2 separate regions of the Capra hircus genome follow, and region 1 is linked to region 2. A link is a contact called in public Hi-C data. All regions are on one chromosome and are shown on one strand. Each heading gives the region's core, a stretch centred on a gene start, on an enhancer-like site or on the middle of the called end of the contact. The rest is flanking DNA. Distances are from core to core; before and after follow the strand shown. Region 1 holds the start of CHRM4 (muscarinic acetylcholine receptor M4). Region 2 overlaps AMBRA1 (activating molecule in BECN1-regulated autophagy protein 1).

The links. Hi-C and Micro-C count contacts between places; a contact is called where the count stands out from the background.
Region 1: a Hi-C map of blood shows a contact between it and region 2, with 5 times the contacts expected there. The contact joins the promoter of CHRM4 here to the enhancer-like site in region 2. A contact is called at or near these places in 2 of 5 Hi-C or Micro-C datasets (blood and liver).

The regions. Positions count from the first base shown.
Region 1 is chr15:6,596,917-6,603,839 of ARS1.2, reverse strand. CHRM4 (muscarinic acetylcholine receptor M4) reads right to left here and starts at 4,827. Exons shown (of 1, transcript XM_005690149.3): 1 at 1,949-4,827. The coding sequence starts at 4,815. The coding sequence ends at 3,253. It overlaps MDK (midkine), which reads left to right. Exons shown (of 5, transcript XM_018059158.1): 2 at 326-402; 3 at 514-681; 4 at 781-942; 5 at 1,599-1,973. The coding sequence ends at 1,624.
Region 2 is chr15:6,464,341-6,470,548 of ARS1.2, reverse strand. The region is part of intron 7 of AMBRA1 (activating molecule in BECN1-regulated autophagy protein 1); the gene reads right to left. Among named protein-coding and RNA genes, the nearest start is that of TRNAW-CCA, 27 kb to the right of the region's middle. Within about 2 kb of position 1,653, at least 2 of the 5 cell types and tissues checked have an H3K27ac peak or open chromatin away from gene starts, as enhancers often do.

The sequences.
Region 1 (6,923 bases), core at 3,578-6,077, 130 kb before region 2:
AGCCGCGCGCGCGGGCAGCGAGCGAGTGAGCGTTCGGGGCCCCGGAGGGTGCGCGGCGGCTTCGGGCCCCCTAGCCGCTGCCCATCTGGGGTCCGGAGGCCGGGAGGGGGGTCTGAGCTGCGTCCCGGGCTCCAGGAGGCCCCCGGGAAGATTCCTCCCGCTGTGCACCCGGGCTGGTGGCGAGGGTCCAGCCCCGCCAAGTCCGCCGCCACCGCAGTAGCAGCCAGACCCTTTTGGCCTGGCCTGGGAACTGGGGCAAAGTTGGGGGGGATTGGTCCACGCCTGCGGCCCCTGGGGGATACTCTGACCCATGCTCTCCCCTCAGGATGCAGCGCCGAAGCTTCCTCCTCCTCGCCCTCCTCGCCCTGCTGGCGCTCACCTCCGCGGTGGCCAAAAAGAAAGGTGAAACGGCGGGGGCGGGGGACTGGAAAGGGGCCGGAGCCCAGGTGAGGCCGGACCCCAGGAAGGGTGAGTCCTAGTCCGGGTTCTGAGCTCTGTTCCCCGGCGTTGCAGACAAAGTGAAGAAGGGAGGCCTGGGGAGCGAGTGTGCCGAGTGGACCTGGGGGCCCTGCACCCCCAGCAGCAAGGACTGCGGCGTGGGATTCCGCGAGGGCACCTGCGGGGCCCAGACGCAGCGCATCCGCTGCCGGGTGCCCTGTAACTGGAAGAAGGAGTTCGGAGGTGAGCTGGGGTGCCCGCGGAGGGTAGGCAGGGGGCGCCCAGCTTCACAGGCCCCATCACAGGCTGCTCAGCTCTAACCTCCCCGGGCTCTCCCGCCAGCCGACTGCAAGTACAAGTTTGAGACCTGGGGGGCGTGTGATGGGGGCACAGGCACCAAAGCCCGCCAAGGGACCCTGAAGAAGGCGCGATACAATGCCCAGTGCCAGGAGACCATCCGAGTGACCAAGCCCTGCAGCCCCAAGACCAAAGCCAAGGCCAAAGGTTAGCGAGGGTGGGGTGGGTAGGGATGGGGTTGTCACAGGTGGCTGCCCCCACCTGTGAAGGCAGTGGTGAAGCTGCCGTTTTGGGATACTGGCCAGTGACTTCTTGATGTCTCCACTGTCTTTCTATAGGCAGAGACCTTAGGTGGGTGGTACTGAGAGCTCTGCAGATGGGGTTTGGGAGGTTGAAACCCTGGCTCAATAGGATCCAGGGCAGTGGGCCTGGAAGGGCCTGGCTTTGTCATTTCCCAGCAGGTGGGGGCAGTTTCTAGCTGGGAAGGACTTCCTTACTTCCTCTCTCCCTTAGCTTCCTTCCTGACTCTCAGCAGTCCTGGAGGCCAACCAGGCAGAGGGGCATATGCCCACTTCCCAGGTGAGGGGACTGAGGCTGTGTTCCAGGGCTGCTGGGACTAGGACTGAGACCAGGAACTGAGAGGTTTTCTGATTTCCCAGAGGAAGTCTAAGCTGGTGGAGTGAGGAACGTCCCAGGGCATCACAATGGCTGCCCGGGCCCAGGGGCTTCCCGTCGGGCTGATGGAGAACCACCAGGGGGCAGAATTTTGTTTTCTCTAATGTGCGAGCTGCAGGGAAGGGTGGGGGGGTCTCCACTGGGTCACCCGAACCCTGCTAATGCAGTGTTTCTTTCTTGTTTTACAGCCAAGAAAGGGAAGGAAAAGGACTAGCGGCCAGGCCCAGATGCCAAGGAGCCCCGGCTTCACTCGGAGGCCCGGCCCACGCCCTCCCTCCACAGGCTCAAGATGTTACCCACCAGTGCCTTCTTCCTCCTCGTTAGCTTTATCAATCATGCCCTGCTTCTTCCCTTTCACTTGCCCATATCACCCCAAGTGCCCAAAGTGGGGAGGGACAACAGATTCTGGGCAGCTTGAGCACCCCCGCCCCTCGCCAAGGGATTTGATTCCCCTGTACCCACTTTTCTTTTTCTTCCAACTGATGCCATTACTAAGAAATAAATAAAATAAATATCTTTTTGTCCCCAATAAAAGCTTTTCTTTTAATATATAAAAGCCCCTTCCCAGGGAGTTTGCTGTGGTGATTTGTTGGAGGTGGGAGAATGGAGGAGAGGGCTGGAGGGAATGGTGGCTTTCGGGGGTTTGGGGGCTTGGCGGTGAGTGCCTCCCAGAGCTCATGGAGAAAGAATGGTTATGAAAATTTCTACCAGGGGCCCCTATTGACCCCTGGAAGGGTTCCCCCGGTCAAGTCCCCTGAGCCCTTCAGTCCTGTTTCTCCAGGGGCCAGGCCAGGGGTGGGGAGGGAACCCGGGGGCGATAGGACTGACTCCTCCATCTCAGTTTCCCCAGATTCAGGATCTTTGGGTCCAGCCCCTGCCAATCCAGAAGGTTCTATCTTGAGAGAAGAGAGGTGGGGGTAGCTTGCCCTCCAGCCCTGCCCATTCCCCCCACTCCCATCAAGGAAGACTGTTGGGGTCAAATCCACCCAACCTGAGGGTTTCTCCCTGGTGACCCACTGGAGCGTCCCTCATACTCTGCAGAGGCCAGTGTGAATACCCCTCGCAGTCCCACCTTCACTACATGTGACCCGGGACAAGCCCCCTCCTTGGGGAGGGACAACTTCACAGAAGGATGGAACCGTTCAGCTCAGCCTAGGGTGGGAGGTGGTGGACCCCAGTTTCTGAGTGAACCCCTGATCTCCCCACTGGCCCATCCTAAATGTGACCGGGCGTGCTATAAGGGGTATGTTCAGAGCCCACTCTGCCTGGCTTCCAGCCAGCCCACCCCCCACACCCACCCAACCAGAGCCTGGCTGAGTAGCTGCAGCAAGGGGAGTCCCTGCCCCTGGAGTGGTATTTAGAAGGAGGGGCGGAGCCTACATGCGGGGGTGTTGGGGGCAGAAAGCACCGGTTACAGCAGAATAGGGGTCCCTCCCCTTCCATTCCCTTCCTGAGTCTCCTTTCCCGACCACTGGCCCTCTTGCTCCTCCCAAAGGAGGCTCTGCTCCCTTCCAGATGTCCCTTCTTTCAGCCATGCCGGCCAGTCACAGTGGGGCAAGGTGCCCATGTAGGCCAGTGCCCCCCAGCTCCCTGAGGCAGGACAACAGAGATGGGTCAGACCGTCCAGCTCAGTCACCTTCTGGGGCTGATCCTCCTCAGCCTGAGCAGAGACCTGGTCTCGGAATCCAGCCAGAGCCTCTTCTGAGCCTCACGGGGTCTCGGGGACCTCAGTTCTCTCCGGAGAACGTGAACACTGAGAAGCGCCTCCAAATCTCCTGGACATCAGCCGAGCCACGCACTCGCCCGCACCCGCGCCAGAACCTCCAGTGGCACCCTGCCTGCCTACCTGGCAGTGCCGATGTTCCGATACTGGCAGAGCAGCAGGTGCCGGAAGGTCTTTTTAAAGGTGGCGTTGCAGAGGGCATAGCAGGCTGGGTTGATGGTGCTGTTGACATAGCAGAGCCAGTAGCCGATGGACCACACGGTCTCGGGGATGCAGCTCTGGCAGAAGGTGTTCACCAGGACCATGACGTTGTAGGGCGTCCAGGTGAGGATGAAGGCCAGCAGGATGGCGAAGATGGTCCGAGTCACCTTGCGCTCCCGGGCCGCCATCTGCCGCTTCTTCCGCACCTGGCTGCGGGCGATGCTGGCAAACTTCCGGGCCACGTTGGCCGCCGGGCGCATGCCAGCTGGTGTGGCAGGCACGATCTCGATGGCTGTCACACACTCATTGCCTGTCTGCTTCGTTACAATCTGGATCTTGGACCATTTGGAGGCCGGGTTGAGGGTCCGTGGCTGGAGGGGGGGTGCGGGTGTGGCCGGCGTGGTGGCCTCTGTGGTTGACAGCTCTGTGGGTGGGCGTTCCTTGGTGTTTTGGGTGGCACTGCCCGAGCTGGACTCATTGGAGGTGTCCTTGTCGGCCATGGGGCGTGGCGGCGGCGGCAGCACGGGCGGAGGAGCCTCCTCTAGCTTCCCGTTGCGCAGCTCGCCCCGAGCGGTGGCGTCTCCTTGGGGCGGCGGTTTCTTGATGCTCTGCTTCATCAGGGGGCTCTTGAGGAAGGCCAGGGTCTTGGCCTTCTTCTCCTTCGGGCCTTCGGGCCGGTGCTTGTGAACTCGGCTCCGACTGGCCAGGGAGATGTGGACGTAGAGCACCGTCATGATGACCACGGGCAGGTAGAAGGCGGCGATGGCCGTGCCGAAGGTCACTGCGGGGTTGGACAGGAACTGGATGAAGCACTGGTTGTCGGGCACCGTCCGCTTGCCCACCACAAACTGCCAGAACAAGATGGCAGGCGCCCAGAGCACAAAGGACAGCACCCAGGCGGCGGCGATCATCAGGCCTGCCATCTTGGTGGTGCGCCGGGCGGGGTAGGTGAGGGGCTTGGTGACGCAGAAGTACCGGTCGAAGCTGATGATGAGCAGGTTCATGACGGAGGCGTTGCTCACCACGTAATCCAGGGCCAGCCACAGGTCACAGACCACGGCGCCCAGGGGCCAGTAGCCCTTGATGATGTACACGGTGTAGAGGTTCATGGAGAAAGCGCCTATGATGAGATCGGCACAGGCCAGGCTGAAGAGGAAGTAGTTGTTGACCGTCTGCAGCTGCCTGTTCACCTTGATGGACAGCATCACCAGGATGTTGCCCACGACCGTCACCAGGCTCAGGGAGCCTGTCACCGTGGCAATGAACACCATCTCCACCGTCTCATAGCGGTTATGGGTTGACGTGACCAGGCGCACAGACTGGTTGCCTGAGCTGCTGTTGATCGGGGTGAAGTTCGCCATTTTGGATAGTGGCAGTGGGCGGACAGTGTCTGGAACAAAAGAGGAAGGGGGTGAACTGCTGAAGCGCATGAGAGGCAGGAGGTGGGGTGCCCTGGAGTCAAGGGGATAGAGGAGCAACATCGTCCTGCAGAACCTTAGAGAACCCGGTCCCATCACTTCCTCCTGTCTCCACTCACGCGGCATTTCCTGGGTGCCTACTCTGTGTAAGGGGACGACAGAGGATGAGATGGCTGGATGGCATCACTGACTTGATGGACGTGAGTTTGGGTAAACTCCGGGAGTTGGTGATGGACAGGGAGGCCTGGCGTGCTGCAGTCCGTGGGGTCACAAAGAGTCGGACACGACTGAGCGACTGAACTGAACAGAACTCTGTGCAAGTGCTGTTGTAGGCATTGGGGTTACAGACGTGAAGGAGACACACGCAGCCTTCCACTCTCATGAAGCTCACATCCCGATCAGGGGAGACATACATACACATGAGCAACGAAAAAGCGCTAGAATGAAAACAAGGGCAGGTGACAGAAAATGAGTCAGAGAGGGGATGGGCAGTCAGAGCTGCAGAGAGCGGCCTCGGCGAGGGCGATGGCGGAGCTGAGGCCCAGAGGCACGTGCGACGCATGGACAGGAGGCCAGTATGGGTGGAGGGGTGGGGGCAAAGGTGGTCCTGACACCAGCGCGTGGCTCAGGTCAAAGGTATTCCTTCATTCACCCTCTTTGTCACTTCTTTTTCTTTTTTTAGATTTTTAAATGTTTTTTTAATTAGAGGATAATCACAATATTGTGCTGGTTTTTTGCTATCCACCCACATGAATCAGCATTAGGTACACGTATGTCCCTTCCCTCTTGAACTTGGTCACTTCTTAACCAAACGTTCCAGCGGGACTTGCCCACTAATCCCTACAGAAGGCACTGGGGACAGAGGCAAGAATATATACTACCAGCTAATGTGCATTGTCTACCAAGCACTTTCTATGCTTTTTGTAAGTATTCATTCATTTCATCGTCACAACAAACCTAGGAAGTAGACGCTGTTATTTGTTTATCGGTCATGGGGCATGGCATGTGGGATCTTAGTTCCCTGACTAGGGATCAGACCCACACCCTCTGCAGTGGAAGCACGGAGTCTTAACCACTCGACTGCCAGGGAGGACATTGTTATTTCTTACTAACAGATGAAGAAACCGAGGCCATAACCTGCCCAAGGTTCCATAGCTCCTGCAGCTCATGGTGCTGTCCCAGAGCTAAGGGATCTGGCAGAGGGAGCCCCAAAGAGCCACAGGAGCCAGTAGTCCCAGAGGTGACCTGACCTGATCACGGAGCAGGTGGCGTGGAACCGGAAATTCAACGAGGAGGGGACAGTGCCACTGCGGCAGCCCCTCCCGGAGCACCCCCCCATCCCCAGGGCGTGGGGGTGCAGCGCAAGGGCAGATGGGGTCTGTTTGTGAAGAACCAGAAGCCCAAAGGGCCCGTCCACTGAGGCGAGACTCCAAGGGCTTCCCAGGGGCCAGTGCCCGATGGGAACCCGAAGGGGGAGCGAGTGGCCCAGAGGGGCTGCGGCAGGGGCGCCCGTGGCCAGCCCCCGAGGGTGCCCCTCGCCTGCCAGTGCCCACTGGGTGCCCTTGCCGGAGGCCCCCAAGCCTGGGGCCTCTCCCTGAAGCCTCTCCGCATCCCCCCACCACCTCTCCCTCCGTGTGAGGGAGGCCCACGCCCAGCGCGCTGTGCCAGGGCAGCCGTTCAGCCCAGCCTCCTTCACACCCGCCAACACGCGCACCATTACACACGCACACGGGCCCATCACAGCCCCGCCAGCCCCACAGCTCCCTGGCGTATATACGTAGTTCTGTGCGTCTGTGTGAGAGAGAGGCGGAGGAAGCGGGGTGTGGAGGAAGGAGCCCGCGCCCCACAGCCCAGGCTCCCAGGGTCTTAGCTGGGCGGCCATGCGCAAGCCACCTTGCCTCCCTTCCCCTCCCGGGCTCCTTTGCAAAGTAGAGAGAGAGGCTGCCTGTCCTGGGACAGCCTCCCTCCTGGCAGCGATGCGGGTCAGCACCTCAACTGCCTCTCCAGCACGATTATGCACTGGAGGCTGGAACCAGGTGCCAGAGTGACCCCCCTGCACCCGCCCTCCCCTCCAAGCCCGGCTTCAGTCAGCCACCTTCACAGCCCCAGCCTCCTGGCCTGGCAGTTTCAATCCTCACACCCAAATCCTTAGTTCACAGGAGAGGCTCAGA
Region 2 (6,208 bases), core at 404-2,903:
TGCCAGGGAATGGTGGGAGGGGGAAGTGAGAACTGTTCAATGATCGTTTCACTCTTGCAGGGAGAAACATTTCTGGAGACCTGCTGTACAGCTCTGTGCGTAGACTTAACAAGACTGTACATTAAAAAATTAAGAGGGTAAACTTATGTGTGTGTTTTTTTTAATCACAGTAAGAAAAAAGACCCCCAAAATAGGTTACATTTGCCATCAGAACAAAGGAAAGAAGAGGTGAAGTGACCCAAAGAGACAGCAGGGAGATAGAGGAAAACTGAGGAACATGTATGAACATGTGGAGGGGAGGAAAAAAGCAGAAGAGGAAAAAGATTCCAACTCATACTCTGCGATGCAGCAAAGGAAAAGGACACAAGGCTAACAAGCTGCAGCTCTCCTTCCACGACACTGCCACTCTCTCCGCCTTTGACTCCTTTATCATTACATCTTCTACTCCTGCTCCTAACTCGATTTTAATGCTCTGGCAGGTTGACATCCAAATCAACGACCTCGTCACTGAAACCCACGCCTCTGTCCAAGGCGCTCTGCTCACAGGGAGAGGTGCAGACAGTCTTGTCCAAGATTTTACACAAGTCCATCATTAAAGGACGGTTCCTTTCATACTGCATAATCTGACATGACAGAGATCCGCGCACTCAACTGTGTCCCAGTCAGCAAATGAGCCTGGCACCCCCACTTTCCCTCTTTGGAAACAGAGGAGGAGTTTATTAATTGTTGCTATTAAAAAAAGTCAGGCAGTTTCTCAGGTGAGGAGGTTGTCGGCATGTCATCCTACAGCCAGCAGGGGCGCCCTAGGTGGGTGAATTAGGCAGGAGGGGTGGGGTAGAGGAGTCCTACCACGTCCAGTGTCTCCCCCTGGTGGAGCTAAGCGGTAGGGAATTTAAGACTAGCTAATTAACGCAGTGGGAACCAACACAAAACTGGAATTAAGCAGGAAACGGAAATGGATGAGGTCCATTTTTGTGTTTTTTTCACCTACAGAATCCAGAAATCTGGATTTATGTAGAAAAAAATGAAATTTTTAGTAATAGTGTGAATGCCAAACAAATGTACCTGAAGGCTATTCTGCAATCTCTGGGCAAATGTTACAGACCCACCCACTAGAACCAAATGTGCTCATGTGAACACACTGTCAGATGCTTCCAAGAAGGAGCAGAAGAAGATGTAACTGGAACTCCCCCCACCTCCACCCCATAAATATATAAGAAGTCCAAGAGGAGGGGGCGAAGCTACCTGCACAGCCCTAATGGGCTGGGACCGATTACAATAAGCAAAATACATCATGCAAACAGAACCCCGTACACCTGGTGTTACCGTCTTCAGCAAAACCTCCAACGCATCCTTTAGGGCACTGCTCTGCACAGATCCAGGAGAGAAGGGGACCCGAAGGGGGTAAATGAGTACATGGGAAACCACTCCAAACGGATTTTGCAGTACACATACAGATCCCACCTGAGCCCCTGCAGCACTCCAACACTCCAAACTGGCAGAAGCGATTACATCTCTTCAGGTTCTCCATGTGCATCTACAAAGCACACAGCCTTCCCTACAGCACGCAGCCCCAGAGAAAGGAGTGGCGGGGGATAATTTACATCAGCCCAACAGGTGCCGATCTGACCTACAGTGGGGGAAGGGCTGTCTGTGGAGCCGACTCTGCCTGGACGACCTGGAGGCTCACACCCTCCCCAACACCAGGGCAAGCCTCCTCACTTGCCAGCGATTCCCAAGATAGATATGGAGCAAGGTTAGAAAACCTTGCTTCCGGGCAGAGAGCAGAGGAAACAAAGAAATTCTTCCTGCACTTAAGCCGTCAAAGAAATCTCACAAGAGCAAGTACTTAGGACATCCAGTCCAAAGTACAGACAGAGGGAATAAGTGCGAGAGCCCACGACCTACCTCTTCCGGGACTCTCATTATCATAACGCCTTTTATTACCATAGCACCTGACTCTCTTCCATTCCAAGTCATGTTCACATAAGCAAGGATTGGCAAGCCACAGCCTGTCGGCCAAATCTGGCCTGCTGCCTGTTTTTGTACAGCCCATGTGCTAAGAATGGCTTTTATATTTTTAAATAGCTGAAAAACATCAAAGGAAGACTATTTCATGACATGTGAAAATTATATAAAAATCGCATTTGTGTCCATAAGTGAAGCTTTTGCTGGCACGGAGCCACACTCATTCACTTCCATACTGTCTGTGGCTACTTTTGTGCTACAATGGCAAAGTTCAGCATTTGCGGCAGAGACCATATGGCCTACGCAGAGCCTGAAATATTTACAAGCTTGCCCTTCACAGAAAACGTCCCAATCCCTGATATACAAGACACAACCAGGGATCACTCAGAATTCAGAGGCTCAAATACAATGTGACTTGGTTGGGCAGATGAGCAGAGAAAGGGGAAAAGATTAACAGCAATGGCCACCATCTCTTCTACTCTATCCTCACCCTCAAATTGCCAAAGAGAGAAATGGGTTTTAACCATCCCTGAAAACAAATAAATATCTAAATGCTACCACCTCATGATGGGCAACAGATATCCGGATTCTTTGGATCATTTAGCAAGGCCAGGAAGACTCGGTGACCCAGAGCCAGTAAGTCAAGTGAATGTCAAAGACAAAACCAAGGTTATGTCTCCCCCATACACGGCTGCTGGAGAAGAAAAGCACAGAACACCTCCGGGTGGCAGATGTTGAGAATAAAAAAAACCACACAGAAGTCATTCTCAACTTGGAGGATCAGACTCCTGAAAAACCCAGTGGTAGGATTTACTGCTAAGAAATTTAAGACTTTATGGGAAGGGAGGGGTGGGGCGGGGGGGTGGGGACCACAGGATTAAAAGCCCTATCTATGAATTTACGAATATCTACGAAATTATGTTCACTAAAACAGAAAATATTATTTTATATGTTTTAAATTAGTAGTAATAAATAGAATTAATTTTCAATTGCCATTAACAATGTTCAACGCTTCAGCCCCAGCGACGGAGGCTCTGAAAATGCATTCTCCTCTAGAGGCGCCTGCACAAGTCCACAAAGATGCTGCAGCACTGCCTCTGTGCACAAACCCAGAAACAACGCAGACTCCCTCAACAGGGGTCTTAATCAGGGTGCACGCGATCGTGGGAATACTATACCACTGTTAAAAAGAATGCACCACATCCAGACACATCAACACGGAAAAATGTCCATGACACACTAAGTGAAATATGTAAATGGTGGGATAGTAGACAGTATGATCCCATTTTTATAAATAAAGAAAAATGTGTTTTCATTTGCATAGAAAAAAATTCCGAAGTTAACACACAAGTTGTTAACAGTGGTTAGCATGGCAAAGGATATGTACTATAGATAGATAAATCACACGTTTTTATGTTTGAATTGTTACAAACGAATTCGTATTAGTTTTGTGAGCAAAAAAAAAAAAAAAAAGCCAGGCATCTCACAATTTGCATTTATGATCCCTTGCTCACTATAAAGCTTTCAGGCTCTCCCCTTCTCAGTTTTAATAACATGCTGTCATGGCTGGGGAATGGGGGTGAGGCGTTGCAGATAATATGCCTGCCAAGAGGCTTTATTTCTTTATTTATTTGGCAACTCTCATCCAAACATTTAAGGTCCTTCTAATTCTGACACAATGACTGACTCCCGCCTTCAGGTTTTCACCACAAAATACAGACACAAATTAATCTCAAAGTGTGTGCTGCTGGCCTAACTTTAATTTACCCTATTTAGCAGAGCCTCTTCAGTCTACTGTCAATCAGCAGCCACAGAGACCCTTTTAAAATATAAGATCATGCAACTCCACTTCCCAAGGCTTCCCAAATCTCCCAGAGTAAGATGTAAAATCCCTTAAATGGCTTAGAAGGCCCACATAATCTGGTCCCCATTACCTCTCTAACTTCATCTTCTATCACGCCATCCTTCGCTGTGCTCCAGCCAAGCGTTTCAGGGAATTTGACTTGTCCTTCTCTGCCGAGAACGTCCTTGCCCCCATCTCTACAGAGGTTTCTCCCTTGCTTGCCTAAAGGAAGAGGTGTCTGCTCCAATGTCACCTTACCAGACTTCCTCTGATGACCCCATTTAATGCTGCATACTTCCACCCTAGAAACCCCTACATTTTAAAATATTTTTCTCCATAGAATTTACCACCACCTGGTATACTAGCTATCTTATTTATGTGTTTACTTTCTCCCATTAGACTAAGAGACTCGACGCTGGTGTTTAAATAATATATAGTACAGCCCACAGGTACTTAGCAAATATTTGTCAATTTATGAATGAATAAATTGACCAGAATAACTATTTCACCAACCCAGGGTTATATAAAAAGACCCATGCTCCCTCACAGGAGCCTCCTCCTTTAGGGCCTGGGTTTATCTTCCCCTAGCTTCCCTTACTCTCGTAAAACTAAGCTGCTTAATTCCACCATCAGCTTTTTTGATTTCTCAAAACCTGGTTCTCTTTCTCCAGAAGGACCAAGTCAAGATTTGCCCATTCAGATATTAAATTCCCTTGGTGAATTCTCCTCTATTCATCATCCTCAAATCCTAAACTTCTGAGTAATAATTCAAAAGTTAGGAAGGGCTTATTTTAATTTGACTATCAAAGACAAGTCCACCAAATTTTTAGGGGCATAATCAGAGGTAAAGCGAAACTCTTTCTTAATATAAGGACTCTGCCCCCAGGAAACAACACAAAACCTAAAGTCATTTCAAAACTAAAAGAAAAAAGGGTTCAGTTTAATAATGCTCAGACTCCCCCAAAACAGAATAATTAAAAAAAAAAAGATGAGAGAACCCATTTTCCTCAGTCCCCAAACATCCAACTTCCAAGCACAACCAGTGCAAGCTTTCCACAGAAAACGAAAAGAAAACTTAAAGCAAAAACGGGCAACGGAGCCTTCACATCTAATTTGGCTCATTCGCATCTAATTTGAACTTGGTCAAGATCGAGTACTCCATCTCTGAGACTGCAGAGTATTCAGGGAGAAAAACAACGCAAGCACTGGCTGGCGGGGACACTGACAGCGCTGAGACGCCGCGCAGCTCCAACACCACGACTTAGGAGGGGCCCGAGTCCTGTACCGAGTGTGCAGCTGGGGAGGTGAGCACGGCCCGCCTGAAGGACAGCAGACCGGGTGCCAAAGACTGCCAAGAGGCCTCAGCGCTGGCAACACACAGGCTGGAGACACGGCTCCGTGGCGGGATAGCAGAGAACAAATCCCAGGGCACCTGAGTCAAGTTACAGACGGTGTCTTCACCATGCACAACTCTGGTCACGCCACTTGGTTTATCCAACAAGCACTCACTGAGCCGACGACCCTCCAGGAGACTAAGGGTGTGATATAATGATTTTTTTCCCCTCCTTTAACTAAGAAAGCCAAAAAGGATATACACTGCATACTGAATCACAGAGGATGTAACTTCCATTCGACAACTTGAATTCCATTTATTGAGCACCTACTGTGTGCCAGATACTACCTAGGTACAGTAAGGGGTAAGGCACAATCACTGCCTTTAGGGAGCTCGCTGACATGCTTCTCTGTCATGGCCGTGACACTACAAGGAAGGTTCTATGTCCGGACACAAACAGCAAAGGGGAGAAAGTGATTATCTGGGGCAGTCAGAGAAGGTTTCACAAAGGAAAAGAGGCCTCTGGGTTAGGCTCTGAATAAGCTGAGTCTGTTGTTGCTTGATTTTGGATATATGAAACCGTGCAGACTCAGGTCAGTGGCACAAAACTACTTGAGGTGAACCCCTGCATATGTTACAATCAGACTGAGAAGCCCGGTACTTTCCTAATTTCTCGTCTGCCTCCTGCCTCTTGTGGACCCAGGACTAGCCCCATGAACATAGCCATTCATGTATTTCCCTCCATCAATGACATTCTGCTGCAGCTCCAAGGAGAATCTCCATGTGACCAGTGCTGAGAGACTACGGGGTTAAGCACGTTGTTGGCTCATGAAGCCTCAAGAGGTTTCAGGCTGCTCTAACAAAGCAATCCCCTCGCAAAAGTCTTACAACAACAACAACAACAACAACACAGAAATCTAATGAAGACTTTCAATTCTAACCTTCTAGGGTCTGGGTCAAATTCTAAGCTTATAACCATGTCTTCCCCCGAGTCTTCATCTATCATAAGAAAAAAGTACAGATCAAAAGACATCTGTTCTCAGAACACAGAATTTTATAGTAAA